Linked DNA regions of Mus musculus: regions 1, 3, 4, 5, 6 and 7 are each linked to region 2. Evidence: chromatin contacts called from public HiChIP or PLAC-seq, capture Hi-C and promoter capture Hi-C data. All regions are on one chromosome and are shown on one strand. The core of a region is the stretch at or near the end of the contact, and the rest is flanking DNA. Distances in the headings are between cores, read along the strand shown.

Region 1 (3,947 bases), core at 71-2,570, 970 kb after region 2:
TAAACCCTTTCTCAGAAAAGTCTGCGTGAGGACTTCAGAAACCGGTCCCACGGATGGTCCATGAAGGAAATCAACACACCAGAGAGGATAAAAATTTGACCAAAGTCACACAGAAAATAAGCAAAGAGACTTGACACCTTGACCAACTGAAGTCAATCCTGATTCTCGTGGCTACTGGGAACTCTACATCACAGAACTGTTACTTTTGGGTTGTTGGGGGTTTTTTTGTTTTGTTTTGTTTTAAGCAGGGGCCACAGTATATAGCTTAGGGCTGGACTGGAACTCCTGAGTCTCCAGCTTCTGCCTCACAAGTGCTGAAATTACAGTCATAAATCACCACACCTGGCTAGCACTCTTTTGGGGAGTGAGAGGGATGTAATATAGTATCTTGTGATGAAGCACAGGCAAGCTTTAGCTACCCGCAAACCTTTGTCTCCCAAATACTGGGATTATAAATGTGCAACACATTGCTGGGCTCTCTAGAATTTTAAAGGGGCTAAGACGGCACGGAGAAAAGAGAGTTCATTAAAGGTCTTGCCTGTGAACACATTCCCATTCATGCCACTGTGGAGGCAAAGCTAACGCGGGCAACCCTGCAGCTGTGTGAGGGATAGGATGAAAAGCGGAGCTTCAAAACAGAGACACCCCAAAGTGCCCCAGAGACCCAGTCTGACACAGACCGAGAATGGAAAGGCAAACGCCTCCAAAGTCCAACTCTCTCAGACAGTGGTGGATCCCTATCGCCTGGATGTAACGCCCCCACACACACACAAACGCTCCAGGACTGAAACTGACCCCTCAGGGAGCCAGGGTAGCAATAGCCTCACTGCTCTTCCAGGTCCTGTAGGACTCAAACTGCCAGGGATGCGACCCCTGTCTCTGCAAAAAATAGGGCTCTTACCACACCCAGCCCAGTCCCCAACGCTCAGAGCGTCCCAACTGCGACTTCCCGCCTCCAGGACCCTGGTACCGAGGTGCCCAGGGCTCCCAACGCCCCCAGGACTCACCCATCCCGCCGGCACGGCCCTCCCTCCTCGCACGACCGCCCCCTTCCGGTCTCAGCTTGGCTCAATAGCCCCCTCTCCTCAACCCACCCACCCACCCTCGGGACCCCAGGCTGGGCGCCAGCAGGTGGCCCGCCCGTCCCGCTCACCGAGTCTGAGGGAAGCAGAAGGAACAGGTTGAGAGGACCGCCGACCTCCGGGCTCAGCTCCGGCTCGGCCTGGGAAGAACCCTCGAGTATGTCTCCGACTCCGAGCCGGAGGCAGCCGGAGTGAAACTCGGCGTCGCAGCCTCCAAGCACCGCGCTGCGCATGTCCACCTCACGCAGTGCCTTCTGGGAAATGTAGTTCTGATGAAGCTGAGTGGGCTGAACCAAAGCACACCAGCAGATATAAATGTACCCAGCCTTCTCTTTCTCCTACTGACTTACTCCCTCGCTAATCACTGATGCATTTGATTTTTAATAATTTTTATATTTCTTTTTATTATGTGTGTATATTCTGGAGGGGGGTGTACTTACAGAGGTCAAAGAACAACTTTAGGAGTCCGTTCTCCGTGTCCACCTTCACGTGGGTTCCACGGATCGAACTCAAGGTGTCAGGCTTGTCAGCAAATGCCTTTACCCTCTGAGCCCTATCGCCAACCCTGATTTTTCCTTTTGTGGTGTTGAGGATCAAAGTTAATGCAAGCACAGTAGACAAGTGTTCTACTACTAATTAATCCCCAGCTATAAGAGTCCACTTGTAGGGGTGGAAGGGGTCCAGGATCTCATGTACCTCGGAGTGGCTTTGAATTTGTGATGTAAGCCTAGGCTGCTCTTAAACTCTTGAACCTCCTGCCTCTGCTTCCTAATTGCTGAGCTTACAAGCACAGTCTTTAAAAACATAGATTTAAAATTTTTAAATAAGAAAAGAATCTATTAAAAAATGTTAAGCCGGGCGTGGTGGCGCATGCCTTTAATCCCAGCACTCAGGAGGCAGAGGCAGGCAGATTTCTGAGTTCGAGGCCAGCCTGGTCTACAAAGTGAGTTCCAGGACAGCCAGGGCTACACAGAGAAACCCTGTCTCGAAAAACAAACAAACAAACAAAAAACAAAAAACAAAAAAAAAAGTTAAACCTTGGCTTAAGTTGGCCTGGCTCAGTGGTAGAGCACTTATCTATCGAGTAGGCAGAAGACCCTGGATTTGCAAAAGAAGTCCTTAAAATTCCACTTCACAGAGCCTGTTCCATTCCCAGAACCTGCTCCCGGCTCACCAAGCAGAAAAGATGAACACAGCTAGAGAAGTCAAGGAGGCCTGGCCTCAGCAGTGTCACTGAGGAGCAGGGGTGCTTGCTACTGTTTTGCTTGGAAAGGCAGAATTGTGTTGCTTCCTGCCTCTGCTAATTGGTCTCCATCTGACACTGCAGAGGGACAGTCTGATAAGACACAGCTGCTTTGCTCATTATTTCTGATGAATGGATGGCACCTGGCATTTCCTAGTGCCGATGGTAGCCACCAAGGACCCACGTATAATCTATACAGCCAGAAAGATCTTAATGACTTCACAGCCCAAAGAAAACGTGTCTGTCCCCAAAAGCTCTACATAAGTCCCTCCTAGTGGAAGTAGGGGGATTTTTTGTTTATTTGTTTTGGAGACAGGGTGTCTTAGCACCTGGCTTCAGAGATGGCCTGCAACTACTAATCCCCCTGTCTCACCTTCTGAGATTGCAGGTGTGTACTGTTGTTCCCAGCTATAGAGGAGGACCAGGCAGGGGGAGCGGGGGGGGGGGGGGGGGGGGTTACCCAGGGCTTCCTGCACACTAAGCAAGCTCTCTGCTGACTCAGGCATATCCCCAGCCCTCCTAGCCTTAAATGGACTCCTGTCTGCTGATTTCCATTTTGCATCCATGAACTTACAAATAAGGACTCCTATTTTTTATTATTCTCATTTTTTTTTTTTTGTACAGGGATGGGTCATGCCACAGCATTCATATAGATGACAGAGAATGTGTCCTTCAGGTCTCTGCTTCTACCACGTGAGTCCTGGGATCAAACCTAAGGCATGAGACTCGGTGACAAGTGTCTCCACCTGCTGAGCAAGCCATTTTGATGCTCTTGTGTCCATACTTAATTCATCTTCAATATTTAAGTGTAAGCAATCACTTTTTTTTTTTTTGAGACAACTGTTCCCTATGTAGCCAGGCTGGCCTTGACCTCACAATGTATCCCAGTTTACTTCACCCCTCTAGCCTCTTATTTTAAATTGTTCACACAAGCACACAATTAAAACTGTGGTTTTTCTTCTAAATCTGCCTTAAGTCAACTGAATTCACGTCCCAGACAAATATCTTTTAAAAATGGAGAAAACACCCACCCCGTCTTCAGTAAGCATGCAATTGCTGGGCTGGTGAGATGGCTCAGGGGTTAAGAGCTCCGACTGTTCTTCCAAAGGTCCTGACTTCAAATCCCAGCAACCACATGGTGGCTCCCAACCATCTGTAACAAAATCTGATGCCCTCTTCTGGAGTGTCTGAATGTACTTACATATAATAAATAAATAAAATATTTTAATTAAAAAAAAAGAATGCAATTGCTTTCTGCCCCATGAGCTGGCTTTTCACTACTTTGATGGTACCTCTAGGCCACACCTCTAGCCCATTTTTCTAATACCTAAGAAAATAAATTAAACAATTTTTTTTAATTTTTCACTTTTTGAAACTAAAATATAACCAGAGAATTTCCCCTGCCTTTGTTTCTTCCCTTCTACTCTTCCCAAGCACCTTTTCCTTCCCTCTTCTCAAATTTATGGCCTTTATAATTTAGATTATAAAATATATATTTATATATTTACATATTTGCATATAGCTATGTATATAGTTATACAACCTACACAGTCTGTATAATGTTACTTATATGTATATATGATTTTGAGGCTTAAACAAGACTTTTGACATTTTCACTGTCT
Region 2 (3,831 bases), core at 882-3,381:
TGTAAAAGAAACCTAAAAGTCCAAACTGATCAAAGTAGGGGGACAGTATTTGCTTTTAGAGACCCCAGAGCTGGCGGCACCCCTGAACTCGCAGCACTGAGGTAGCTGAAGCAGGACGCACAGGTTAGAGGTCCTGTGTCAAAGTCAACTGACTAATGATACAGCAGTCTTCTGTTCCCAGCGTCGTCCCTTGACAGCCTCTGGGACTATGCCAACACAGCCCCCAGACTTCAAAGTGCACAGACGGCAGGCCCGTCTATAAAATTAAACGGTGTTTGCATAGAATGCACCTATAGTCCCCAAAGATGCAGTGTTCTTTGAGTCAGGGAGCTCATGTAGCCCAGGCTGACCTCAAATTTGGTCAGGATGTGCTGACTCTGGCCTTGAACTTCTGACCTTCCTGCCTCTATCTCCACAGTCAATGTTCGACTACTGAACTATGTTCCTGTGTCTTCACCTTTGTAGTGCTGGGGTCACACAGCCTTGATACCACTAGCCCCTCAGATATTCTAAATCTCTAGAATTTTCCAAATGACTGTTATCCAATACAACGTAAACACTATATTAACGGCAATTAGTAACTATACCAGAAGTGTTTTGTGTACACTGTGTGTGTGCACATGGAAGCATGGAGGTCAGAGGACGGCCAGTGCTTTCACACTCCACAGCATCCCCTAAAGAAAGGGTCTCCAACTGAACCTGGGCTAAGATGGCAACAAGCCATCTCTAGCTGATTCCAGCTTACTCTCTATACAGACTCGGATGGCCACACTCAGCTGCTGCTGTGGGTGCTGGGGATTTGAACCCAGGTCTTCATGCCTGGACAGGATGCACTGAGTCTCCCCAGCCTGAGAGCATTTTTTCCTACAGCATTTTCCATCTGAATGACTGTTCAGATGCTGGGGACGTAGAGAATCAATCTAGCCCTTTCTCCAAGTGAAGTTACTGGTGGTTACTGAATGACAAATGTGCTGTAAGGTGAGGGTTCTGTGTTGGAAAGGGTCCTGGAGGGGTGAGGTCAAGCACAGTAGAGGTCAGGCTGGCTGGCGGCTGGAAAGTGGGGCCCAGCGCCTTACCCTCCAGCAGCACGATGCCTCTGCGGATGTCCTCATTGTATTTGCTTCGAACCAGGCACCAGGCATATTCAAATTGCGTGCTCTTGGACACAGAACCAGCTGCCTGCTCAGACTGAAATTTCCTTTCAAAATTCTGTCATTAGAGAGAAGAGTGACCATTTAGCAACAAAGAGCAGCAATCATTCTCCAGCTAACTTGATGTCTGAATCCCAGTTAGATCATATTTTCCTCCCTGCCGCCTTTCCCTTGTAGATCTTGGTACCCCGAAGCTTCTGTCATCTCCACCCCTGGGTCCCATGCTGTGTCCTCCCCTTCGGAAGGTCCGTGAACCCAGCCCCTAGTGGTACCAAGAGGAGATGCCACCTGGTGGCAGCTGGAGGCACTGCTCCCAAACCAGCTGACCCCAAGTGTCTGAAGAGTAAACATACTGTCCCAGAGCTAAACGACCTCCTACATGGCCTTTCCCTTGAGGCCGCTGGTCCCGTCCCACCCTACTCTTTTGGGCCTGGATCTGCCTTACTTTAATTCTAGGAGAGGAAAGAAAACACAGCTACAAGGATGCGGTGAAAATAGCACCGTGAGGAACTAAACACTAGCGAAAATTTACACCAGTGACTATACTACTCCATCCCTGCACACGAGTACCCCAAATTCCCAGCTCTGCATCACACTAAGACCCCAGGCCTAGGTCTGAGTTGCTGAAACCCGGGAAGCTACAATTCCCGTCAGGCCTAGGGACACGAAGCCGATTCCCACAAGAAGCAGGATGCCGCAGAGGCTGCTGGGAGCCGTAGTTCAGCTTGCCAAGAAAGACGAAACCGGCACTGGTTAGCCTCAGTCAGCTCTCCTCAGGAACTGCCCTTTCCAATTCTGCCCTTCTCCTTCCTCCGTCCCAGACCTTACCTTCAGATCCTCCACAGACACCAGCTCGTTCAGCACGGCCTCCATGGCCGCCGCCCCTGAAAGCCTCACACTAAGGTCTCTACTGGGCCACAGTCTCCATGGTCCAGTAGCAGGGGCGGAGAGGCACTTCCGGCATCGACCTGTGGAGGCCCCGCCCCTTCCTCCTTTGCCTTGGGGCGGGCGGGGGCACTAGTGCCTACGCTGGGATACTTTGCTCTCTTTGGACTCCCCTGATGTCCTAGATCCTCCCTGCATCACATTATCCTAGGAACCAGTGTAAGAACCCCTCACTCTAGGACCCTGGATTATCTTCAATGTTTGCAATAAAATCCTAATGAGTACCAGGGGCCGGAGGGTCTCAGTGTAGTCTCTCACAAAGAGATGCTCAGTCTCTCATAAAGCAAGAGGAATTGGTAGCTATACCCTCTCCATGCTCCACGCACTCCCCCACCTCCCCCCTCCGAAAACTTGGGTCACATGACCATAGTGGACAGCCATTCTTAATAGGATTCTGAAGAAAACCCAGGAAACACAGTCCAGGGTTAAAGGCCCATGGATGGCTCTCATGTTCTGTTGCCAGACCCCACATAGCTCACAACTGCCTGGGTTCCAGCTATAAGGGGAAAACTTGGGTCACATGATCCGCCTGCCTCTGCCTCCTGATTGCTGGGATTAAAGGCACACACCACCACCCAGCTCAGCCTGCTCTCTTATAGAACCCAGGACCATTAGCCCAGGGATGGTACCACCCACAATGGACTGGGTCCTCCCCCAGTTATGTAAATGCCTTGGAGCCAGATCTCATGGAGGCATTTTTCTCAATTGAGGGGCCCTCCTTTGAGAGAGCTCTAGTTTGGGTGTCAAGCTGACAGAGGACTAGCCAGCACACTCGCTGTCCCTTGCCCTATGATTCTGAAACCTCCAGTAATCACAGGCACTCTGCATGTGCCTGCCGTCTTTGCTATTCAGAACATCTATCTTCTAGCCCTGCCGTTGCTTATTGGTTGATTCATTCATTTTTGATTGAGCATTTCCTAAGTGTCGGTCACTATTTAAGTACAGGGATTGGCACTGAGAAAAAGAAAACTCCTATCCTTATGCATCTAATGTGGGGAGGGGGAATGGTCATGCAGGCTTTCATCCTAGCGCTTGGGAGGTGGAGGCAGGAAGAGGAGGAAGTTTAAGATCATCCTTGGCTTAGCAAGTTGGAGTCCAGCCTGGGGTAGGAACTCTTCTTGGGAGCCAGACAATCCAAGGCTTTCTCAGAGGCCTGGGTGAAAGGGCAAAAGGAATGTCAGCTCTGTGTCACTGTCCACAGGCAGACTTGGCAAGGTCTGAGGCTGGGGCCTGGGCCTCACAGGAGTGAGGGTTGCAGTTTGTCGGGATCCTACTCTCTTCCTGGCCTATGGCTATTCGTCCTTAGATAGACGTGTATGTCTGAGGTATCCTGTGTTCTCGTTGCCAACGTTGTCTAATTTAGCTACTTTGGGCCATTCTCCCCCTACAAATAGCACATAAGATGCTGTATTTTGGGCTGGAGAGATGGCTCAGCGGTTAAGAGCATTGACTGCTCTTACAGGGGTCCTGAGTTCAATTCCCAGCAACCACATGGTGGCTCACAACCATCTGTAATGGGATCCGATGCCCTCTTCTGGTGAGTCTGAAGACAGTGACAGTATACTTATACTTACATGCATAAAATAAATAAACAAATCTTTAAAAATAAATAAACAAACAAATGAACCAACAAAAACCCTGATCCCTTAAGATGATACACCTTAGACCTCAGAAGAGCGTGTTGGATCCCCCCACCCCACCCCACCCCCGCCCTGGAGCTGGAGTTACAGGTAGT
Region 3 (4,117 bases), core at 231-2,730, 920 kb after region 2:
GTGGCCCTGTTAGGTCTATTAATAAGATAGGCGCTTGTGGCCAAATCTGCCGACCTACGTTTGATCCCCAGGACCCACAGGTTGGAAGGAGAGACCTGACTCCCTCAAGCTGTCCTCTGAATTGCCCACGATCACGTCTGGACTGCTACATACAATAAATAAGCAAGTGCAAGACAGTTATTTTAAAGGAATAGAGAGCAGCGGACTGCTTCTGTCCCAGGAAGCGATCTGCAGAGGGCGTGACCCCACTTCCCCAGGTGACATAATGGGTCTCGATCCCCATCGGGGCTCCAACAACTCAGGATCACACATGAGATATTTACATTAAAAATTCGTATTGGTAGCAAAATTACAGTTATGAAATAGCAATGAAATAATTTTTTTGTTGGGGTGGGGGTCACCACAGCATGAGGAACTGCGTTGAAGGGGCGTCAGCATTAGGAAGGTTGTACTTGCCTAGCAATGCATAAACCCTGGCCTCTATCCCTGGTACCACATGGACTGGCATGGTTGTGCATGCCCACCGTCCCAGCAATTGGAAGGTGGAGGCAGTAAGCTCAGAAGTTTAAGGTCACCTGGGCTACAGCAGACCCTGTCTCAAAAAAAAAAAAAAAAAAAGGACAGGCTTTGCCCACCTTGTGCTCAACACATCCCTGGCTAATCTAATCTACAGTCCTGACCCTCACACCCAGAGACAAGGTCAATGTTACCATCCACCCAGATCCTCGGGTATCTCTTCTCAGCCCATGCCCTCACCCCAAGACCCCAAGTCCTCAGCACGCACCATTGCTGAAAGCCACCACTAGCCAGATGGTGTCCTTAGTTGAGACATGCTCATCAAAGACGCACCGAGGCTGCTCCAGAGAGAATGTAGTGGCTGTGATCTTCCCTTCCAGGTCCCAGGCTGTTATCTGCGGCACGTAGGCAATCAGGTCTATAGCCATGGGGGACAAAGGTGAGAATCGAGATAAGCACTGCTGTTCTGTGGGGCTCCCCCTCCCCTCCCCGATTCTCTCGGTCCAGGAGGTGTAATAGGTTCCCAGAACCCTAGGTTTGGCTAAGGGCATCCATTGCAAGAGCTCCACTCACCTAGACTCAGGCTTTGGGGGAGCCACACGAGCACCAGGAGAAGCAGGGGCGGCGGAGGGTGAGGCTGCCACCGCGTTCGCACCATGACTGCCACAGCACTTGATCAGGCCTGACCAGGCTTAGGGGCTGGTCCTGTCTCACCCCACCTCCGACACCTCTGGCCTACAGTTGCTGGTCACTTGGACTGCCAGGAGAACAGGAAAGACCTGAACCTATGAGCTCACCCCTCCCTGCTCCCAGCCCACCCCAGGGAGGGGCTCAGTGGGCTCCTGAACAGGGGCCCCACTCCAGAACTAAGGGAGAGGAGCCATTTAGGGTTGGCCTTCACGTGACCCCCCAGTCACCTCCATCCCAAAGCTGATGTCTAAATTGTGGTACCACCTTACTCCCTGGCCCTGGGAGGGAGACTCCCCTCCTCTATCTGGGCCCAGAACCACATGCCTAGGATTCCTGAACTCTGGGTGCCAGGAGCCACCCTCTGGCCATCCATCCTTATCCAGGAAGTGAGGAGAGGGGAGAGCCTGTGTGGTAGGCTGGCCCTGACCTAGTCCAGCCCCAAAGCAGCTCCCAGACACTGCCTGCCCTCCATGTAGCCTGTGCCCAAGGAGATATGTCTTCCCCAGCTCGGAATGTCCGTTCCTTCTCCAGTGGAAGCACTAGTCCTCCGAAAGGACGGGACAGCCTTTGGTGACTGACAAACATTTTGTTTATACAAACCCTACAAGTCCTTTTTGTTTGTTTGTTTTGTTTTGTTTTGTCGAGACAGAGTTTCTCTGTGTAGCCTTGGCTGTCCTGGAACTCACTTTGTAGACCAGGCTGGCCTCGAACTCAGAAATCTGCCTGCCTCTGTCTCCTGAGTGCTAACCCTACGAGTCTTATTCTATGTCGTTTTAAGTTTGTTTGTCTGTTTTTGAGACAGGTTCCCATGTAGTACAGACTAGCCTCAAACTCACTATATAACAGAAGATGACTTTTGAACTCTTTTTTTTTTTTTTCTTTTTTCCTTTTTTGGTTTTTCCAGACAGGGTTTCTCTGTGTAGCCCCGACTGTCCTGGAACTCACTCTGTAGACCAGGCTGGCCTTGAACTCAAAGGTCCACCTGCCTCTGCCTCCCAAATGTTGGGATTAAAGGCGTGTGTCTCTCTCTGCCTGGCAGTCTTTGAACTTTTGATGCCCCTGTGATCACAGATAGGCACTGCTAGCTTCTGCAAGCAACCTGGCAACCAAACACACACACACACACACACACACACACACACACACACACACACACACCCGCTATAAGACCCACAGACCAGTGACCCTGTGTGTGTGTATGCTTTTCAAACAGATCTTGCTAAGAATCTCTGGCCAACTAGGAATTCTTGCTGTGTAGTCCAGGCTGGCCTTGAACTCATGATCTTCTTGCCACCTTTTTCCAAATTCTGGGATTCATGTGTGCACTACTACAGCAGCATGAATGTGCCTTTTTTGTTTGTTATTGAAGACCTGGTTGGTACACAGTTCCTTGCATCCATGCTGATGTAGTCACCTTTCCATTGCTATGACAAAACACCATGCCCAAGGCGACTTATAAAAGAAGCATTTAGTTGGGCTTGCTGTTTGGAGGGTTAGAGTCCATGATGGTGGAGCAATGGCGTGGCAGTAGAAATACGCAAAAGCTCACATACTGATCCTCAAGTAGGAGATAGAAAGAAAACACTGGAAATGGCTTTAAAAACTCCAAAGTCCACCCCTAGTGACACACTTTCTCCAACAAGGCCACACCTCCTAACCCTTCCCAAACAGTTCTACCAAATAGGGACCAAGTATTCAAACATATGAGCCTATGGGGGAATTCTCATTCAAACTAACACACATACACACACACACACACACACACACACACACACACACACACACACACACACGCCTCCAACCCCTCCCTGGGGGATTCTAGTCAGGGGCTCTACCACTGAGCCTCACCCCAGCCCCTCCCTGGGGGATTCTAGGCAGGGGCTCTACCACTGAGCCACACCCTTAGCCCCTCACTGGGGGACTCTAGGCAAACACTACTGCTGAGTCACCCCTGAGCTGTTCATTAGGGTATTCCAGGCAAATTCTCTACAGCCCTAGGTTGGTGGTTTTCAGTATTTTCATAAGATTCACACTAGGGATAGCCCCTCAATAAGAGAACAATTGTCTGGCATTCATATGACCCTGGGTGTAGTCCCCTAACTACAAAAATAAATTAATTCAATTAAAAAGAAAGAAAAGATATTTATAAAGGTGTATGGCCATCAGTGCTAATGCCAAATCCCTTTCATTATCCCAAAGGGGAAGACTGCCTTAAACAGTTGATCCTTGGTCCTCCCCACTCCTCCACTGACTCCAGATCTACCTTCTGTCTCTCTGTACTTTGACTATAATGGACAGCTTACAGCAGTGGGTTTTACTGTTGGGCTGAGGGACTAAAAACTGAACGCAGGACTTAGAGCACACCAGGCAAACATTCCTTATAGCTCTAATCCCGGTCCTCTATTTTTTTCTATTTTTATTTTTTAGTGTTGGGGAATTTAGAGCTTTGCATTTGCTGGGCAAGCACTCTACCATTGGGCTAAATCCTCATGCTCAAAGAACAGCCACAAACCTTAAGACAAAAATGTCCACCGCGAATTGGACCCAGGTTTCTCTGGCATATTAGGGGGTGACAGTCCCACCCCTCTCCTTCCTCTTTAAATTTTAAAGCAGGGTTTCTTTGAACTGGCCACGCTGGGCTGTAAACTCACTCTGTTACCCAAGCATGACCTTGAACTTGCATCCCTCCTGCCACAGCCTTAGAGAACACAGAGCTCAGCTCGTGGACCTGCACACCCAGGCCTGACTTGCTCTTGGATTACTCTGTTATTGTCCATTCCACATCTTTGTGTGCATGGGAGGAAGGGTCTGTGCCTTGGTGTATGCGTCGGGGTGAGAGGGCAGCTTGCAGTCCTTACTGTCTCTCTTTTCACAATGTAGGTCCTGGAGATCGAACTAGGGTCATCAGGCT
Region 4 (3,852 bases), core at 106-2,605, 760 kb after region 2:
CCTTCCAGTTTTAATGAAGCTCCTCTCCAGGTTCCAAAGGGAAGCCTCTTGCTCCCTTTAAGGCCCCACCACGTTCAGAGATCCATATACTGTACTGTCTATTGTTCTCCCTCCATCTCCAGCAACAGTCAGCTTTGAGGCCCTTTCATTCTAATAAGCTTCTTCTAATAAAGGACTTGTTTCAGTTTCCTTGCCTACAAGATGTTACTGTTACCATCTTGGGTTTTTGTTGTTGCTTGTTTTGTTGTTGCTTGTTTTTTTGTTGTTTGTTTTTTGAGACTGGCTTTCTCTGTGTAGTTCTGGCTGTCCTGGAACTCTCTCTCTACAGACCAGGATGGCCTTGAACTCAGGGATCCATCTGCCTGTAACTCCCTGGGTGCTGAGATTACAGGCCTGCACCACCACTGCTGGCTCTTAACATCTTTTACTATAGGGAGCTACTTCAGTGCCTCACGCATGGTCAACAAAACACTCCACCACCAGAAGGCCGCAGTTCCATCATTCTCCATTACTTTCACCTTCAAGTGAAAGACTTGAAGTTAATTCCTCGTCAGGTAGATTGGAATGGCAACTTCCTTTATTCTAAAACAGACTCACATACTCAGGCTCGACTGGTGGCGCTGTACTTTCAGCGTGGCCAAGGAGATCGGGTCTGTCTTAAGAGTTCAGTTACAAAGGAGATTATAAGATTATTATAGGAATCGGGGTGTGAGAGGCTGGCGGATCTCCGAGAGTTCGAAGACAGCCTGGTCTACAAACCAAGTTCCAGGACAGAGATATACAGAGAAACTCTGTGTTGAAAAACAAGACAAACAAACAAAAAAACAAAAAAAAAAAAAAAAAAAAAAAAAAAAAGGAAAGGAAAGGAAGGAAGGAAAAGAGGGAGGGAAGGAGACGATATGGAGAGGGCGGAGAAGGGGAGAGAAGAGGAGGAGGAGGAAGAGAGAGTGGGGTAGGGAGAAAGTAGAATAGATAAAAAAGAAACGGAAAAAAAAGACAAAGCCCAGGAGCGAGCGAAACTGGGAGGGACGTGCCAAGAGTCCCAGAGCAAGCTGTGCGAAGTCCTTGGGGACCTGAGACGTCGCCTGGGGCCAGCCCACTCATCATCACTAAAGGCCGTCTCTTCCTCTCCGGATGTGAGAATCAGGCAGCCCTGATTTGTTTTGAAACAGGAAATGAAATTAAAGTGCTATGATCAAAATAAACCACACTGACCTCGCGTTCATGAATATTCAAGCAAGCTGCTTAGGACTGCCTCGTACCTCCGAGGAGAGAGTGCGCATGCGCCTCAGGAGAGCGCCCCTCCCCCCGGGGGTTTGAGAGTGCGCGTGCGCGGTTGGCGCGCTCTTCTGTCGTCATCAATACGAGCGGCCGCCGGCAGCTTTCGTAAAGGAGTAGGAGAGCGGCTATGGCGAGTCCTGCTGCCGCTTCTGTGAGACCGCCCAGGCCCAAGAAAGAGCCGCAGACGCTGGTCATCCCCAAGAATGCGGCCGAGGAGCAGAAGCTCAAGCTGGAGCGGCTCATGAAGAACCCGGTGAGTGGAAGTGGGCCGAGGCGCAGTCCCTTCACCCCGCCGCCAGACCGAGCAAGGCTACATTCAGTCCCCCTAGAGCAACCCTGGGGCGGAGAGGGCGGCCCCGTGGAGGGAGCCTCGCTCCTGTTCTTGTCCTACAGCGTAGCTGCACGAAGGCGCTGCCCAGCCCTCCACACCCTCCTTTTTCTTAGTTTGCTGTTTGCGGTATCATGGCGTTGCTCGTGCTGTCCACGTTCCGTACCGAATCGGCTTTGTAAGATAGGCAGACCTCGCATCCGGGCTCCTCGCATCCCGGCTCCTCTTACCTTATCTTCCCTACGAGCTGGGATGACAGCCCTGCGCTACTATTCAGTATTGCTTCACAGCCCTTTCTATTTTAATATATGAACCAAAGCGGTGGGAGCTGGGTATGGTGGTGCACACCTGCTATCCCAGCACTCTGGTGGCTGACCCCAGAAGTTTGCTACAAATTCGAGGCGAGCGTGGTCTACGTAGTGAGTTTCAGATCAGCTAGACAGTGAGACCTATCTCAGAAACCAACAAAACCCAGAATCGATGTCTTAGCAAAAGTGTACAACTCCAAATAGCAGCCATTATTAAAGAAGCATTGGACGCCAAATTTGGACCACATCACTCTTTACCTCTTCAATGGGCCTCGTAAAACAGACAGCTCATATCTTTGACTAGAAGAGGTTGGCTCGTCTCTTAGTGACGTAGATTCCAGACTTGTTTAGCGCAGGAGAACTTTGGCCCACGTTAGACCCCATGGTGTAGTGGATGAAGTAAGGCCAGGGCAGCAGAACTACACTCAGTCAGCTCCAGATTTGAGAAGCGTGCTCAGTTGAGATCGTCAAACGGGATGTACCTTCCTCAGCAAGTGTATGTTCATAGATGCTTTTCTGTTTAACTGTTCCAGGACAAAGCAGTTCCAATTCCAGAGAAAATGAATGAATGGGCTCCTCGAGCGCCTCCAGAATTTGTCCGAGATGTCATGGGTAATGTCTCTTATGGGTGTCAGGGGTTTATAGTTTTTGTTTTGTTTTTTTTTTAAAGATTTATTTATTATATGTAAGTACACTGTCGCTGTCTTCAGACACTCCAGAAGAGAGAGTCAGATCTTGTTAAGGATGGTTGTGAGCCACCATGTGGTTGCTGGGATTTGAACTCCGGACCTTTGGAAAAGCAGTCGGGTGCTCTTACCCACTGAGCTATCTCACCAGCCCCGGGTTTATAGTTTTTAAGGGGAAATATGAAACACTATTTTCTTTTCTTGTCAACTAGATCTTTGATAGGAAAATTAGTCTGGGGCTGGAGAGGTGGCTAAGTGGTTAGGAACACTGCTCTTCCATAGGTCCTGAGTTCAATTCCCAGCAACCACATAGTGGCTCACAACCATCTGTAAAGCGATCAGGTGCCCTCTATTATATATATGGAAAACTATTTTGTCTTTACAGGAGACAGCACTCCTTGCTATTTTATGGTTTGACAGTAGATAATGGTTTCCCAGTTATGCTTTTGGTTTTGTTTTGTTTCTTGTGGTTAAACCATTTTATTCAGAGGCTTTAAAAGCTGCTAAAGTGTCACATGATCAGACAAACGGACTGGGCAGGGAAGAGCTCCAGGCCCCCTCTTCAATACGATGTTTTGTTTTTGAGGTAGGGTCTCACTGTGTGGACCAGGCTGTGCTTGAACTCATACTCCTCATGCCTCTGCCCCCTAAGTGCTGGCATCAGAAACATCCACCGTTGTCCTAGTTAGGGTTTCTATTGCTGTGATGAAACACCATGTCCCACAGCAACTTGGGGAGGAAAGGGCTCCCATATCACAGTCCATCATTGGAGGAAGTCAAGACAGGAACCTGGAGGCAGGAGCTGATGCAGAGGCCATGGTGGGTGTCTTACTGGCTTGATTAGCCTGCTTTCTTATAGAACCCGGACCACCAGCCCAGGGATGGCACCACCCACAATGGGCTGGGCCCTCCTCAACAATCACTAATTAAGAAAATGCCCTACAGGCAGATCTCCTGGAGGTATGATCCGCCTATGACTTTAGCTTGTGTCAAATTGACATAAAACTAGCCAGCAGAACCATTGTACCTGATTTTCTCATTCTTTGAAATGACATCTTATGCTTTTTAAAGATTTTATTTGTGTGTGCTTGTGCACATGTGCTTGTGCACGCCGTGGTGCCTGTGGAGGTCAGAGGAGTCAGTTCTTTTCCACCATGGAATTCAGGTTTGGCAGCAAGTGCCTTTATCCACTGAACCATCTCACCAGCCTCCATTTTTAATTTTTCCTAAGTGAAAACACACTTGTTAT
Region 5 (4,012 bases), core at 1,259-3,758, 850 kb after region 2:
TTGTCTCCACTTCCCATGCCCCTGGAGAAACACTGGAAGCAGAACTCAGATCTACACACAAGTCCTCAGCATGACAATCAATCAATCAATAAATGCTAACAAGGAACCGCCTCTCCCCTGTGATGGCCTCCTATTTATATACCAGGGAGCATGGACTTAGCAGTCCTTGTTTTTGTTTGTTTTTTTTGAGACTACATTTCTTCGTACTTGATCTGTAGACCAGGCTGGCCTTGATCCCCCTGCCTCTGCCTCCCAAGTGCTGGGATTAAAGGTGGATTAAAATCCACCGCTCAGTTAAGGATTGCTCCTTTTTTCAAACTCGGTACACAAATATTTTCTTACTTTGTCCACGCCTGTCTGAGATAAGAGGACAACCTGTAATTGTCAGGTCTCTCCTGGTACCATAGTGGTCCCAGGGACTGAACTCAAGTCATCAGGCTTGCCTGCGGGTGCCTGCGCTCAAGCCATGTTGCCAGCCCAGAACATGGATGTTTTGGACCTGATTGTCCTTTTCTGGGAGCCTGTCTACTGCACCAAGGGTTGTTATCAGCATCCCTTGCTGCTATCCACCCGCTGCCAATACCAACGTGCCTGGGACAACCAGAACCTTTTCCAGATGGCCAAATGCTCTTGCTCATGGGACAACAACCGGGCTCTCAGTTGAGAATATGCCCCCAAGGAAGGCTGAAGTAGCTATCAAATGTCAATCACAAAACCCTGCCTCTTAGGAATGAGCAGTGTCGGCTACAGGTCTGCAGTGTACACTGTACTGGCAAACTCGGAGGATCTTGAAGAACTTCATTATTTATTGACTGATTGATACAGGGATGAAATGAGCCCCGTGCATGCTAGGTAAGCAATCTACCACTGGGGTATACCTCTGAGAGGCCAAATCTACTCCATCTTGGGACCTGCTACCTCCATCTTAAAGAAAAAAAAAAAAGCCGGGCGTGGTGGTGCATGCCTTTAATCCCAGCACTCTGGAGGCATTGGCAGGCGGATTTCTGGGTTTGAGGCCAGCCTGGTCTACAAAGTGAGTTCCAGGACAGCCAGGGCTATACAGAGAAACCCTGTCTTGAACCCCCCCCCCCCCCCGCAAAAAAAGCCTGAGAACTTGACCTACAGCAGAACCCAAGATGCAACCAAGTACCAGGAAGGACCTCACGGCTTGTCCCTTGGCCCATACCCCAGAGTTACTCCCTAGCAACAGTTAATCAAAGATTAGTCTGGTTGCTTCAGATCTACTTTCAGATAGTTTGTGATTGTTCATCTCCCTTCACAGCACCACCTGTCAGCTTACAACAGACATTCAGTTAGATACCTGCCAAGCTCCATACCCCGTCACTCCCACTCCCTAGAAAACCTTGTCCTGGGTTCAAGGCTGCTCTGCCTTCTCTTCCTGTCCTGTTGTGTCAGGGTTGGGTTGGAGGAGAGCCCAAGCCCGAGCTTGTGATAAAGAGACCCTAATGGAAACGGCTCCTTAATGATCTTTTGGGGTTCACAAACGATTCCTAGCACACCTCCATACCTTTTTCCCACTGAGATAGAGACTAAGCTGACTTCCAAGAAGGGGCACACACACGAGAGAAGGGTTACACAAGAGAGAAGGGTTCGTAGCAAACTTTGAGTCATCAAAAGAGTGTATTTGGCTACCATTAAGACAATTACATAAAGCCAGAGCCGGTGGCTCAGGCCGTTAATCCCAGGTAGAAGCAGGTGGATCGCTGAGTTTGAGGCTAGTCTGGTCTGCAAAGCTCGTTCCAAGACAGTCAAGGAGGATACACAGAGAAACCCTACCTCCAAAAGACAATTAGATGCTTAATCTCTAAACCTGTAGCCACTCGAGTGCAAAGTACTTCCCCCTGCTCTCTGAATGCACACAGACCCAACTTGCGTCTGTCTTACTTTCTTAGCGCTCTCTTCCTCTGAACCCTCCTGCTTAAGCCCATATTAAAGTATCTTTAATTAAAAACCCACCAATCCTGCTTCACTAAACCGAAGAGTCCTGAAATTCTTTTTAGCGTGGAGCCACGAACCCGGGTTTGGCCTAAGTCGGGATCCCTGAAAATCTAGGAGAAACCCTCAGGTTGCTGAGGAGTGTAAGAGAGCTGTGTCTCTGTCCCTTCACAGCTGTCATCATGAACCAAGTGTCTGGAGCAAGACACTCCATGTCCCAGAGCCTCCGATTTCCCACTGCAAAATGCATGCACGCGCCAGTGCTTCGCGCCGCTGCCTGAAGCTGGGCAGACTCGCATTGAGCAGCACGGAAGACTCAAAGCAAAGCCCGCCTCCCGCCTCGGTTTCCCCAGACAGGAGCAGTGCGGCGCTCCAGCGGAGCTGACGGCCGGCAGGCTCCTATGCAACCGTCCCCGCCTCCGCCGGCCTCCACTTACTTCTTCTCGCCCTCGAAGAGCAAGAACGACTCGAAGGCCGGAGGAGCGTTCATCCTAGCGCCGCGCTCTCGCTCCCCGACACCAACCCACAGTCTCCTTCCGCCAACAGAGCCCCGAAGCGCGACCACTTCCGGATTTCTCAGCCGCAGCCAATCAGTGTAAGCACCTGGCCCCCGCCCCCTAGCGGCTCGGATGACCTAATGCAGGCGCAGGCAAGGCTGAGGGCGAGCCGTGCGCATGCGTCAGTTTAGAACCCTTGTTCGAGGCGTCCATGCTGAGTGTTTTGGCGCGTGCTCCCGCGCCCGGAGTTGAGCCACCTGTAGCTGGCTCCCCGGTACCGACTGAATGGGACTAAGAGTCTAAGTGGGCTGCTGCTGCAGGACCCCCGGGTGGGCCGACACTGGCGGACTTATGAGGCCTTCTAGATGAGGACCAGTGGAGCAAGAAGGGATGTAAAGGTTGGGGAGGAGCTTGGGGTACCAGCGCATCTTCTCTTGAGCACACAGGTAACTAAAAACACGATGAAAGCTTTGCACCTCGCCATTTTTCAGCGGTCTCTGTAGCAATCTTTTATTTTTCCTATTTTTAAAGATTTTTATTTGCATATCTTGTATGGGCACGTATATGCAGGTGCCTTTGGAGACCAGAAGAGGGTTGGGTCACCTGGAGCTGGAGTTACAGGTGGTTGTGAGCCCCCCCTGCCCCAGTGGGTGCTGGGAACCGAACTCCAGTCCCCTGCAGGAGCAGTAAGACCCTTAACTGCTGAGCCATTTCTCCAGCCTCCCTGATGGCTCATCTTGTCAACCGGATGAAATTTAGAATCATCCTAGAAACAAACCCCTAGGAGGGGCCAGCAAGACAGCCCAGTGGGCAAGGGGGAGTGTGACCAAATCTGATTACCTAAATTCAGTCCCCAGAACCCACGTGGTGGTAGAGAACAGACTTCTCCGACCTCCCTTCACGGTATGCATTTACACATGTGTGCACTCACAATAGAGAATAATAATCATAACCATAATAAAGAACGTTTGGTTGTCTTTGGGATTCTAGACAGATTTGACTGAGGAAGACAGACGTGTATGGCATCATCCTAGAGGCTCAGGAGTCAGACTACAGCTTCCTGGCGCAGATGCAGTGTGCTTGGCTGCCTGGGAATCCTGTTGCTATGACATCTGCATTGTATACCCTTCCTTAAGATGCTTCTGGTTGGTTGTTTTTTTGTTTTTTTTTTTTGGGGGGGGGGTTCGAGACAGGGTTTCTCTGTGTAGCCCTGGCTGTCCTGGAGCTCACTTTGTAGACCAGGCTGGCCTCAAACTCAGAAATCCGACTGCCTCTGCCTCCCGAGTGCTGGGATTAAAGGCATGGACCACCACGCCTGGCTGCTTCTGGTTGTTGTTGTCTTGGTTTTGTTTGTTTTTCAAGACAAGTGTTTCTCTGTGCAACCCTGGCAGTCCTGAAACTTGCTCTGTAGATCAAGCTGGCATCGAACTCAGAAAGCTGCCTGCCTCCATCTCCAAGAGTGCTGGCATTAAAGGCGTAAGCCAGCAGCACCAGGACTTCTGTTCAGTTTTCAGACACAACAACAAGAACAGTAACTAATACAGACTCAGTCTCCCAAG
Region 6 (4,159 bases), core at 86-2,585, 880 kb after region 2:
GAGTGCTGGGAGAGCCCGCCTGCCCGCCGGAGAGATGAACACACACACACACACACACACACACACACACACACACACACCTCCCCAATTCTCAGTTCTCTGTAGCCAGGAAACCCACCGGGACCCGGAGCGCACTTTGAACCCTAGGCCTCTGCCCCGCCCTTTCTTCGGTTTTATGATCGTGGCTTCTCCCCGACACTAGGATTTCAAGCACTTGGGTCCAGAAAGGGAAACTGAATCTTTGCAAATGAGGACATAAGAAAGCCACGAGACACGTTCTAGGAGTCACGCAGTTGACCTCGGGAACTCACTAAAAACAGTGTGACAAAGGGGTGTCCGAAAGCTCCCCAAATCTGGCGATGGATTAGAGGAAGCTTTATGAAGGACGGTAATGCATTTTAGGAGCCCTAGATTCACGACCTTGCTTTGACACCACCAGCTAACATTTCCTGTCTGTCGGCATCGGTTTTCTAATCTGTAAAGTGGTCCGAGGAGAAATGCCTTGCAGGGAGCGATTAAAGGGAGAGGCCCGGCAAAGTCAAGGGAGACTCTAAATCCTGCCTCTATGCATCCCTCCTGTCCCCTTGACCTACACCCCCACCCCCACTTTTCACACCTGCATGCCTTGCCCAAATGAATAGCGAATAGCGAACAAGTCCGGCGGACAACTCTTGGGGTTGTTATGGACTCCCAAACTACAGAGAGAGGGGGGGACACTCCGCCCCTTTCAGCCACACCCTGGGCAGTTCTTGCGATGCCATCCCAGTGCCAGTTTCAGTCTTTTAAAACTCCTGCCCCCCTATGAGCCCTGGCTTCCTGCTGTTCCCAGGTGGAGAAGCCCCTCCCTTGTCTCTAGCCCTCCGCCTCTAGCTTGCCCCTCCACTCTGTCAGGTATTCACAGCAAATCTCGCTGTCCCCATTTTCGTAGCCAGTCCCCCTCCGTGGCTGTACACGCCACATCCTCTCCGCTGCTCTCCTTGTGGGGAAGCCCTAAGGACCCCCCGCAAAGGTCAAGTATATAAAAGGGGATCCCATCAAAGTTGGGGTGGCCACCACCCGTACCCACTACTCACATGTCCTTGGCGGGCAGATTTTTCCCTTCTACGATTCGGATGGACAGCGAACTGCGCTTGGCCATTGCGGGTCGGCGACGTGGAGGCCTGGCGGGGAGGGGTTCGGACTCATGGGTCCCCTCTCGGGGTAAGGAGGGGGAACAGTGCGAGTGGCGCTGCAGGCAGGCGGGTGCGGAGGCCAGAGAGGGGAGCGCTGGGGCTGAGGGATCTCCGCTACTCCATTCACCCCTCCCCGCCCCTCCTGCGGGGGCGGGGAGACACTGCATGGAAGGACCAATCAGCGTCCTGGATGCCCAGAATGGGCGCGGCCTATGCGGCTTGCGTCCCTCATTGGCCACCTGGAAGGGAGGGCGGGCGGGGCCTGCCCCGAAGTGTAGCTGCTGGCACCCGGAGATTCTTCCACCACCAGGATCCCTCCTGGTGCTCTCGATTCTCAGAGAGAGAGCCCAGGCTCACGGAGGGACCTGGGTGTGCAGCATAGCTGCAAATCCATTAATGGCCGCACGCTGGGAGTAACTTGTCTGTGACAGACCTGGAAAGATGTGAAGACTCAGGCAGTTGGGAAAGTTTGAGGACATCAAATCTGGAAAACAGGATTGTTTGGGGCGTGTTTGTATTGTGGTTTCGTGTGTGTTCAGGTGTGCAGGTAGAGGCCAGAGATCACCCTCCGATTTCATTCTTCAAGATCCGTCCACCATTTATTTATTTGTTTATTTATTTATTTTTGAGACAGGGTTTTTCTGTGTAGCCCTAGCTGTCCTAGAACTCTCTCTACAGACCAGGCTGGGCTCGAATACAAAGATTCACTTGTCTCTGCCTCCCAAGTGTTGGGATTAAAAGCCTGCACCACCACCTCCAGGCTCTGGCTACCTTTTTAAAATTTTTGTTTTTTATTGGCTGATTGATTAGGGTGTGGCTTACATGTTGTGGTCCCAAGTGGAAATCAGAGGACACCCGCAAGAATCTTTTCTTTACTTTCACCAAATGGGTCCCAGGGATCAAATTCAGATTATCAGACTTGGGCAGGAGTCTTTCTACTGACCCATCTCCTCTGCCCCACCTTGTAAGACACAAGGTCTCTCATTGGCTTGAAACCTCCCCAGTAGTCTAGACTGGCTGGCCAGTGAGACTCCAGGATCCACCTTTCTCCATCTTGCCCACTTCTGGAGTTCTTTACAAGAGTTCAACACCATGCCCAGCTATCCATTAGTCCTGGGAACGAGTGATTCTTCTGCTTGCAAAGCAGTTTAGCAAGTGAACCATACTTACCTAGCCCTAGATCTGCATTCCAGCCCGCCATCGCTGCCCATACTGGTGACCAAACCTAGGTCCTTGAGTGTCCTGGTCAAAAATTCTGCTACGAGTGACATCATTTTATTCTTCTTTACCCCAAAATAAGATTCCATTGGGGATACAGACATACATACAGATTTTTTTTTTTTTTTGACACAGGGTTTCTTTGAGTAACCCTGACTGTCCTGGAACTCTATAAACCAGGCTGACTTCAAACTCACAGAGATTCCCCTCGCCTCTGCCTCTCCAAGTGCTGGGAATTAAGGGGTGCGTCATCAGCACCACTCCACCAGATTTTATTATGCTATGTGCACATATGCAGTACCTCTGGAGGCCAGAAGAGGGTATCAGATTCCCCCTGAAATTGGAGCCACCTACTGTAGGTGCTTGGAACCAAACTCTGGTCCTCGGCAAAAACACCAAGCTTTGTTAGTCTCTGATGGGGATCTCACTCTCTACTAAAATAAAATAGCCAAAAGTACCCCCAAGGAATTATTGTTTGTATGTTACTTAAAGACTATAAGATCGGGCTGGAGAGATGGCTCAGTGGTTAAGAGCACCAACTGCTCTTCTGAAGGTCATGAGTTCAAATCCCAGCAACCACATGATGGCTCACAACCATCCATAATGAGATCTGATGCCCTCTTGTGGTGTGTCTGAAGACAGCTACAGTGTACTTACATATAATATAATAAATAGATCTTAAAAAAAAAAGATTATAAGATCACTGAGAAGTGACTTGGTGGAGCAGTTCGTGATCTTCCTGTCCACTGATGGCTTGTCTGGGGAAGAGGGTCTCTGTGTGTAGCCTGTCCTGTCCTGGAGCTCAAGGCAAGCAAGCTTTGAACTTATGGTCCCCCTTTACTTTCCAAGTGGTCAGAATTACATGTGTGCACCACCATACCTGGTTTTAAATATGGCAAAGTGAGTGTTTCCTGTATTATTAGCCAAAGAGGAATCCAATCGGCATCCCATGGGGATGCATAAAAACTCACAGTTAGGTAGGTGGGTAGGGGGAGGGGAGGAAGATGGGGGGGGAGAGAGGGAGAGAGAAAGAGGGAGAGAGGGAGAGAGAGAGAATAAAATGCTGTAAAAAGCTAGGCTAAGCCAAGGGTGGGGGTTAGGAAAAGGTGAGATAGGCCTTTAATTCCACCTCCTTAGAAGGAGGATTGTAAGTTCAAAGCCAACCTGAGCAGCATAGGGAGATACTGTCAAAATAAAAAGGAAGAAAAGGGCCAAGAGTTTGGCTCAGTGGCGGGGAACTTGCCTACAATAGACCAGTGAGAGGGCAGGGATGCAGCCAGTGGCCAAGCGCTTGGTAGTGCGGATTCCAGGCCCAGAAAGAACAGAAAAGTAAAATCTAGATCACAGCCAGGAGCAGCGTGGTGCAGGTACATCACTGTGAACACTGACAACAGACCCTTCCTCACCATGCTGAACAAGATGCTGCTATACTCTGTGTCCCTCATGGGGTATGAAAGCCAGGGACAGTGGTCAGACCTGTGTGGGGTGGAGAAGGCAGCAGGCCCCTGGAAAGGCAGGGAGTTCCCTGACAGGCTACAGCATCCAGTGAAAAAATTTAAATAAAATAAAGTTCAATTTTCATTCCGGTTATCCATTTTGTGCGCATGTGCATGTGTGTGGCATTACACATGTATGGAAGTTAAATGGCAGCTCTTGGGAGTCGTTTCTCTTCCCACTCTGTGGAGTCCTGAGGAGTGAGCTCATTAGGCTTGCTGGCACCTTTCTCCACTGGGCCATCTCACAGGCTCTCCTTGAAGGAACTTGAGTAT
Region 7 (3,806 bases), core at 856-3,355, 830 kb after region 2:
AGCCTGGGCTACATGAGCCAGGCCTTAGCATGTTAGGTAAGCACTCTACCACAGAGGTCCATCCCAAGCCCCTCACTAGGGCAGTTCTTTCTTTCTATGTTTGAATCTGTGTGTGGCATGCACATGTGCCCTCCAAGGCCAGAAGAGGGCGCCAGTGACTTGGGTGTTGGGAGGCAAACTTAGGTCTTTGGTTTTTTTTTTCTGAGACAGGGTTTTTCTGTGTAGCCCTGGCTGTCCTGGAACTCACTCTGTAGACCAGGCTGGCCTCGAACTCAGAAATCCGCCTGCCTCTGCCTCCCGAGTGCTGGGATTAAAGGCCTGCGCCAGCACGCCCGAAGCAGTCAGTGTTCTTAAGTGTAGAGCCATCTCTCCAGCCTGGGCGGTGCTAGGCAGGTGCACTATCTCCAGACCACGCCTCCAGCTAGAGACTGGCTTCCTTCTTTTAGCAGCACATCTTCAAGGTGAATCCATATGGAACTCGCGTCAGAATTTCCTTCCTTTCTAAGGTTATATCTACTGCATGGATATCCGAGATTTTTAAAAATCTCTTATTAGTTTATGGTTTGCCTCTTTCTTTCCTGTCGAGACAGGCTTTTATTTAGTCTGGTTTGAAACTTGCTATGTAGATATCTTTGACCTCCCTCAAGCCAGCACCAACACTGCCCACTCTTCAGTTCACCAGTTGATATAATAAACACTTGGGTGTTTGGTCACTCTGAATGCTGCCATGATCCAGACATAGTGACATATGCTTGCAATCTTAGCTTATGGAGGGGGCGCCCTGGGGCCTCTAACTAAAGAAAATAACTAAAACAAAAAACTTGGCTCAGGCCCCTTTGATCTCTTTAAGTGTCTGTCGCCTCAGCCACCCACAGCTCCTATCTCAGGCCTCTACTCAAGCATTCCCCTGGCTATGCATCCCAGCAACTTGCTACAGCACTGCCAGGGCCATACAAATGCTCTGAAGTTATTTTTCATTCATTCATTCATTCATTCATCCATCCATTGCCCATTTTGATGGAAGGTGTTAGCCTGGTCAACAGAGAGCTAGAAGGGAAACATTTTAACATTCTTCCTGGCCTACCTGACTCCTGATCCTATTAGTATCTTGTAAGACAGATTTGTTTTTGTTTTTCAAGATGGGCTTTCCTGGAACTCCCTATGTAGATCAGGCTAGCCTGGGACTCACAGAGATCTGCCTGCCTCTGCATCCCAAGTGCTAAGTCTAATGGCATGCACCACCACTGCCCGGCTGTAAAGCTGATTCATACAGGTTTGTTTTCCCAAAAAAATTTCCCCCAAATCAAAGCCTGTTTTGGAGACAGGTTTCTCTGTAGTGTAGTCCTGGCTGTCCTGGAACTCACTCTGTAGACCAGGCTGGCCTCGAACTCGGAATTCCACCTGCCTCTTGTCTCCCGAGTGCTGGGATTAAAGGCATGCGCCACCACTGCCCGGCTGCCTGTGCTGTCTTAAGTCGCTCATTCCCTGTCTAATACAGGCGGCCTAGTGTTCAGCACTCCCTACCATTTCCATGCAGTCTCCCTTGTGCTCCGGAAGCTCACTCAAAACCAGACCCGTTCAGTCCAAGTTATTTACCACTGCCCCCCACCCCCACCCCTCACCCCCCAAAGTCACAGAGATGATGTGTGACAGCCGCTTCCCTACTGCCAAGGTAACTCCTAAAACCTGCTGGGCGGCTGAGGTCCGTTCTCCAGCCTCTCTGCCTTTCAAATGCAGAGATCTCGGCGTGCACCAGCATTTCCCCGCCCTTCCATTAATCAGCCGATGGCACTTGGTCCACCTTTTGGGTTTTGTGAATATTGAAGATATAAGCGCTCCAAACAACTCACCTACCGCGAGGCTTTGGTCCTTGGCTGTTTTACAGGCAAGCTGGGCCTTAGTTTCCCATTAAGATGAATAGATTTTCTGGCTATGACTCTTTTCCTAGTCCGTACCTGAAGGCAGATCTGCCAGGGCGGGTCCCTGTGGCGTTGTCTCTCGCAGATAAGACAGGTCCGGATGCCCTTACAGCCGCACTCCTGCAAAAGAGAAACTTCAGCCGCCGCCGCCATCGCGTCCTCCGATCAGTTAAGAGCGCAGGCGCGAGACGCAGGGGCCGCTGGGAGTTGTAGTCATCGCAGAAGCAGGAGGTGGGGCGTAAGGCTGGCGTTCTACTTCCTTCCGGTCGCAACGGACTCGCAAAGGGTTTGTTGTGCGCCACCTCCTGGGCTCCCCGGCAGCGGGCCTTAGCGACCGGACTTCGTGGAGGCGCGGGTTCGGTTGAGCCCTCGGCCACCCATGGCTCCTCTCACGCCGCAACTGCTCCTGCAACGTGGGCGACCCAAGACGGATAAGCTGGGGAAGATTCAGAGTTTGAAGTAAGAGCATGTGGGGTTGAAGCGGATCCGGGGCGTGGGGTTCTTCCCCGCCAGGGTGGTTTGATGGGCGGAATGCAAGGCTCAGACCCCTCCGTCTCCTCCTCCTGCCCGGGTTATTCTGTTATCCGGGATTCGAGCCCCAGTCGAATCTCGCGCCAAACGGAGATGTGGGAGATTGGCAGCCAACGCCCGGCGTCAGATAAACTTGGAGCGAACGCCCTTAGCCTTGCGCGGAGTGGAAAGACTGATGAGATACTAAGGGATGTTGAGGGATCCTGTGTAGCACGGAACGGGCTAGCAGGAACTAGTAAAAACAAGAAGGAACTTGGAAGTCTTGGGCTCTAAAGTCATTTTGTTTTGTTTGTTTGCTTGCCTGTTTGTTTTTGAGACAGGGTTTCTCTGTGTAGCCCTGGCTGTCCTGGAACTCACTCTGTAGACCAGGCTGGCTTCGAACTCAGAAATCCACCTGCCTCTGCCTCACAAGTGCTGGGATTAAAGGCGTGCGTGTGCCACCACTGCCCGGCAACAAAGTACTCTTTAAGGGAGGGAAGATGGGCCACAGAAATGATCTGCAGATAAAGGTGCCTGTCTGTCATCAAGCCTGAATTCAATCCCTTGGGCCCAGACAGTGGAGCAAAGCAGCTCCCTAAAACCATGACCCCCTTAATCACGCTTTGATTGTGCCCATTCCTATCCACACACCACACACAGATACATAGACACTCTGTAATACATAGAAAGGTAAGTTAGGAAGTGAGAAGGCTAGAACAGTTGGCATAGCTCAGTTGCTACATTGCTTACTAGACATGCACAGAGCCTGAGTATCCCTAGGGTTCCATCCCTATCAACACCTGAACAGCTCCCAAGGGGTGGCACATGCCTGTCATCTCAGCACGTGGGTAGGGGGAGGAGAGTTAAGTTCAAGGCTTTCCTGGACTACGCAATGAGTTGTGTAGGATGGGATCTCTTGAGTTTTGCGGCCAACCTAGTCTACATAGTTCAGGCTAGCCAAGTCTAAAGCAAGCTTCATGCTTGCACAAGAACTTTGTTGGTGGAAATCCCTCTGGGACAGATGGGGTAATTAATGGGAGGGTCTGGCCCGCTCCCTCAGCTCTCTTGCTCTCTGCCCTCACCCCAGTCTGTCGGGGCTGCAGCTGCTCTCAGAGCACTTGGATCCCAATCTCCTGGGGCGCCTGAAGAAGCTGAGGGAACTTGACCTCTCTAACAACTTGCTGGAGACGCTGCCTGCTAACCTGGGCCTGTCCCATCTGCGCATCCTTCGCTGTACCAACAACCAGCTCGGGGATGTCACTGCCTTGCACCAGTTCCCAGAACTTGAGGAGCTCAATCTGGAAGGCAACCCCTTCCTGACGGTGAGAGGGACCAGGACTCTGTGGGGCAGACTCAGGCTCCATTCCCCCCCCCGCC

The links. Promoter capture Hi-C pulls out the DNA fragments that hold promoters and counts their contacts. HiChIP or PLAC-seq counts read pairs in DNA pulled down with a chosen protein or histone mark. Capture Hi-C pulls out chosen DNA fragments and counts their contacts.
Region 1: a contact with region 2 is called in a promoter capture Hi-C map of pre-B cells, with 2.7 times the contacts expected there. The contact joins the promoter of Dtx2 here to the promoter of Fis1 in region 2. A contact is called at or near these places in 3 of 39 promoter capture datasets (embryonic stem cells, liver and pre-B cells) and 1 of 115 datasets of contacts at active chromatin or transcription factors (large pre-B cells).
Region 3: a contact with region 2 is called in an H3K27ac HiChIP or PLAC-seq map of large pre-B cells, with 5 times the contacts expected there. The contact joins the promoter of Upk3b here to the promoter of Fis1 in region 2. A contact is called at or near these places in 4 of 39 promoter capture datasets (cranial neural crest, hippocampal neurons, liver and 1 more) and 2 of 115 datasets of contacts at active chromatin or transcription factors (embryonic stem cells and large pre-B cells).
Region 4: a contact with region 2 is called in a capture Hi-C map of macrophages, with 6 times the contacts expected there. The contact joins the promoter of Prkrip1 here to the promoter of Fis1 in region 2. A contact is called at or near these places in 3 of 39 promoter capture datasets (cranial neural crest, hippocampal neurons and pre-B cells), 1 of 15 datasets of contacts at CTCF or cohesin (large pre-B cells), 1 of 484 Hi-C or Micro-C datasets (cerebral cortex), 1 of 115 datasets of contacts at active chromatin or transcription factors (memory CD8 T cells) and 1 of 9 other capture datasets (macrophages).
Region 5: a contact with region 2 is called in an H3K27ac HiChIP or PLAC-seq map of cardiomyocytes, with 4 times the contacts expected there. The contact joins the promoter of Polr2j here to the promoter of Fis1 in region 2. A contact is called at or near these places in 2 of 39 promoter capture datasets (neutrophils and pre-B cells), 1 of 484 Hi-C or Micro-C datasets (B cells) and 6 of 115 datasets of contacts at active chromatin or transcription factors (astrocytes, bone marrow-derived macrophages, cardiomyocytes and 3 more).
Region 6: a contact with region 2 is called in a promoter capture Hi-C map of pre-B cells, with 6 times the contacts expected there. The contact joins the promoter of Rasa4 here to the promoter of Fis1 in region 2. A contact is called at or near these places in 5 of 39 promoter capture datasets (the 3T3-L1 cell line, the HPC-7 cell line, hippocampal neurons and 2 more), 3 of 115 datasets of contacts at active chromatin or transcription factors (bone marrow-derived macrophages, embryonic stem cells and large pre-B cells) and 1 of 9 other capture datasets (liver).
Region 7: a contact with region 2 is called in a promoter capture Hi-C map of embryonic stem cells, with 2.5 times the contacts expected there. The contact joins the promoter of Alkbh4 here to the promoter of Fis1 in region 2. A contact is called at or near these places in 5 of 39 promoter capture datasets (cranial neural crest, embryonic stem cells, hippocampal neurons and 2 more), 1 of 15 datasets of contacts at CTCF or cohesin (large pre-B cells), 2 of 484 Hi-C or Micro-C datasets (CD8 T cells and Sertoli cells) and 6 of 115 datasets of contacts at active chromatin or transcription factors (the 230-238 cell line, astrocytes, bone marrow-derived macrophages and 3 more).

What each region holds. Positions count from the first base shown.
Region 1 is chr5:135,992,173-135,996,119 of GRCm38.p6, reverse strand. It overlaps Dtx2 (deltex 2, E3 ubiquitin ligase), which reads right to left and starts at 1,320. Exons shown (of 11, transcript NM_001256096.1): 1 at 1,154-1,320.
Region 2 is chr5:136,960,377-136,964,207 of GRCm38.p6, reverse strand. It overlaps Fis1 (fission, mitochondrial 1), which reads right to left and starts at 2,131. Exons shown (of 5, transcript NM_025562.3): 1 at 1,980-2,131; 2 at 1,077-1,209. The coding sequence starts at 2,024.
Region 3 is chr5:136,035,859-136,039,975 of GRCm38.p6, reverse strand. Upk3b (uroplakin 3B) reads right to left here and starts at 1,480. Exons shown (of 6, transcript NM_175309.4): 1 at 1,090-1,480; 2 at 785-934. The coding sequence starts at 1,174.
Region 4 is chr5:136,196,457-136,200,308 of GRCm38.p6, reverse strand. Prkrip1 (Prkr interacting protein 1 (IL11 inducible)) reads left to right here and starts at 1,355. Exons shown (of 6, transcript NM_025774.3): 1 at 1,355-1,534; 2 at 2,451-2,529. The coding sequence starts at 1,409.
Region 5 is chr5:136,115,187-136,119,198 of GRCm38.p6, reverse strand. Polr2j (polymerase (RNA) II (DNA directed) polypeptide J) reads right to left here and starts at 2,508. Exons shown (of 4, transcript NM_011293.2): 1 at 2,394-2,508. The coding sequence starts at 2,446.
Region 6 is chr5:136,081,092-136,085,250 of GRCm38.p6, reverse strand. Rasa4 (RAS p21 protein activator 4) reads right to left here and starts at 1,335. Exons shown (of 21, transcript NM_133914.3): 1 at 1,074-1,335. The coding sequence starts at 1,138.
Region 7 is chr5:136,134,444-136,138,249 of GRCm38.p6, reverse strand. It overlaps Alkbh4 (alkB homolog 4, lysine demethylase), which reads right to left and starts at 2,105. Exons shown (of 3, transcript NM_001347492.1): 1 at 1,956-2,105. The coding sequence starts at 2,072. Lrwd1 (leucine-rich repeats and WD repeat domain containing 1) reads left to right here and starts at 2,176. Exons shown (of 15, transcript NM_027891.4): 1 at 2,176-2,378; 2 at 3,517-3,751. The coding sequence starts at 2,299.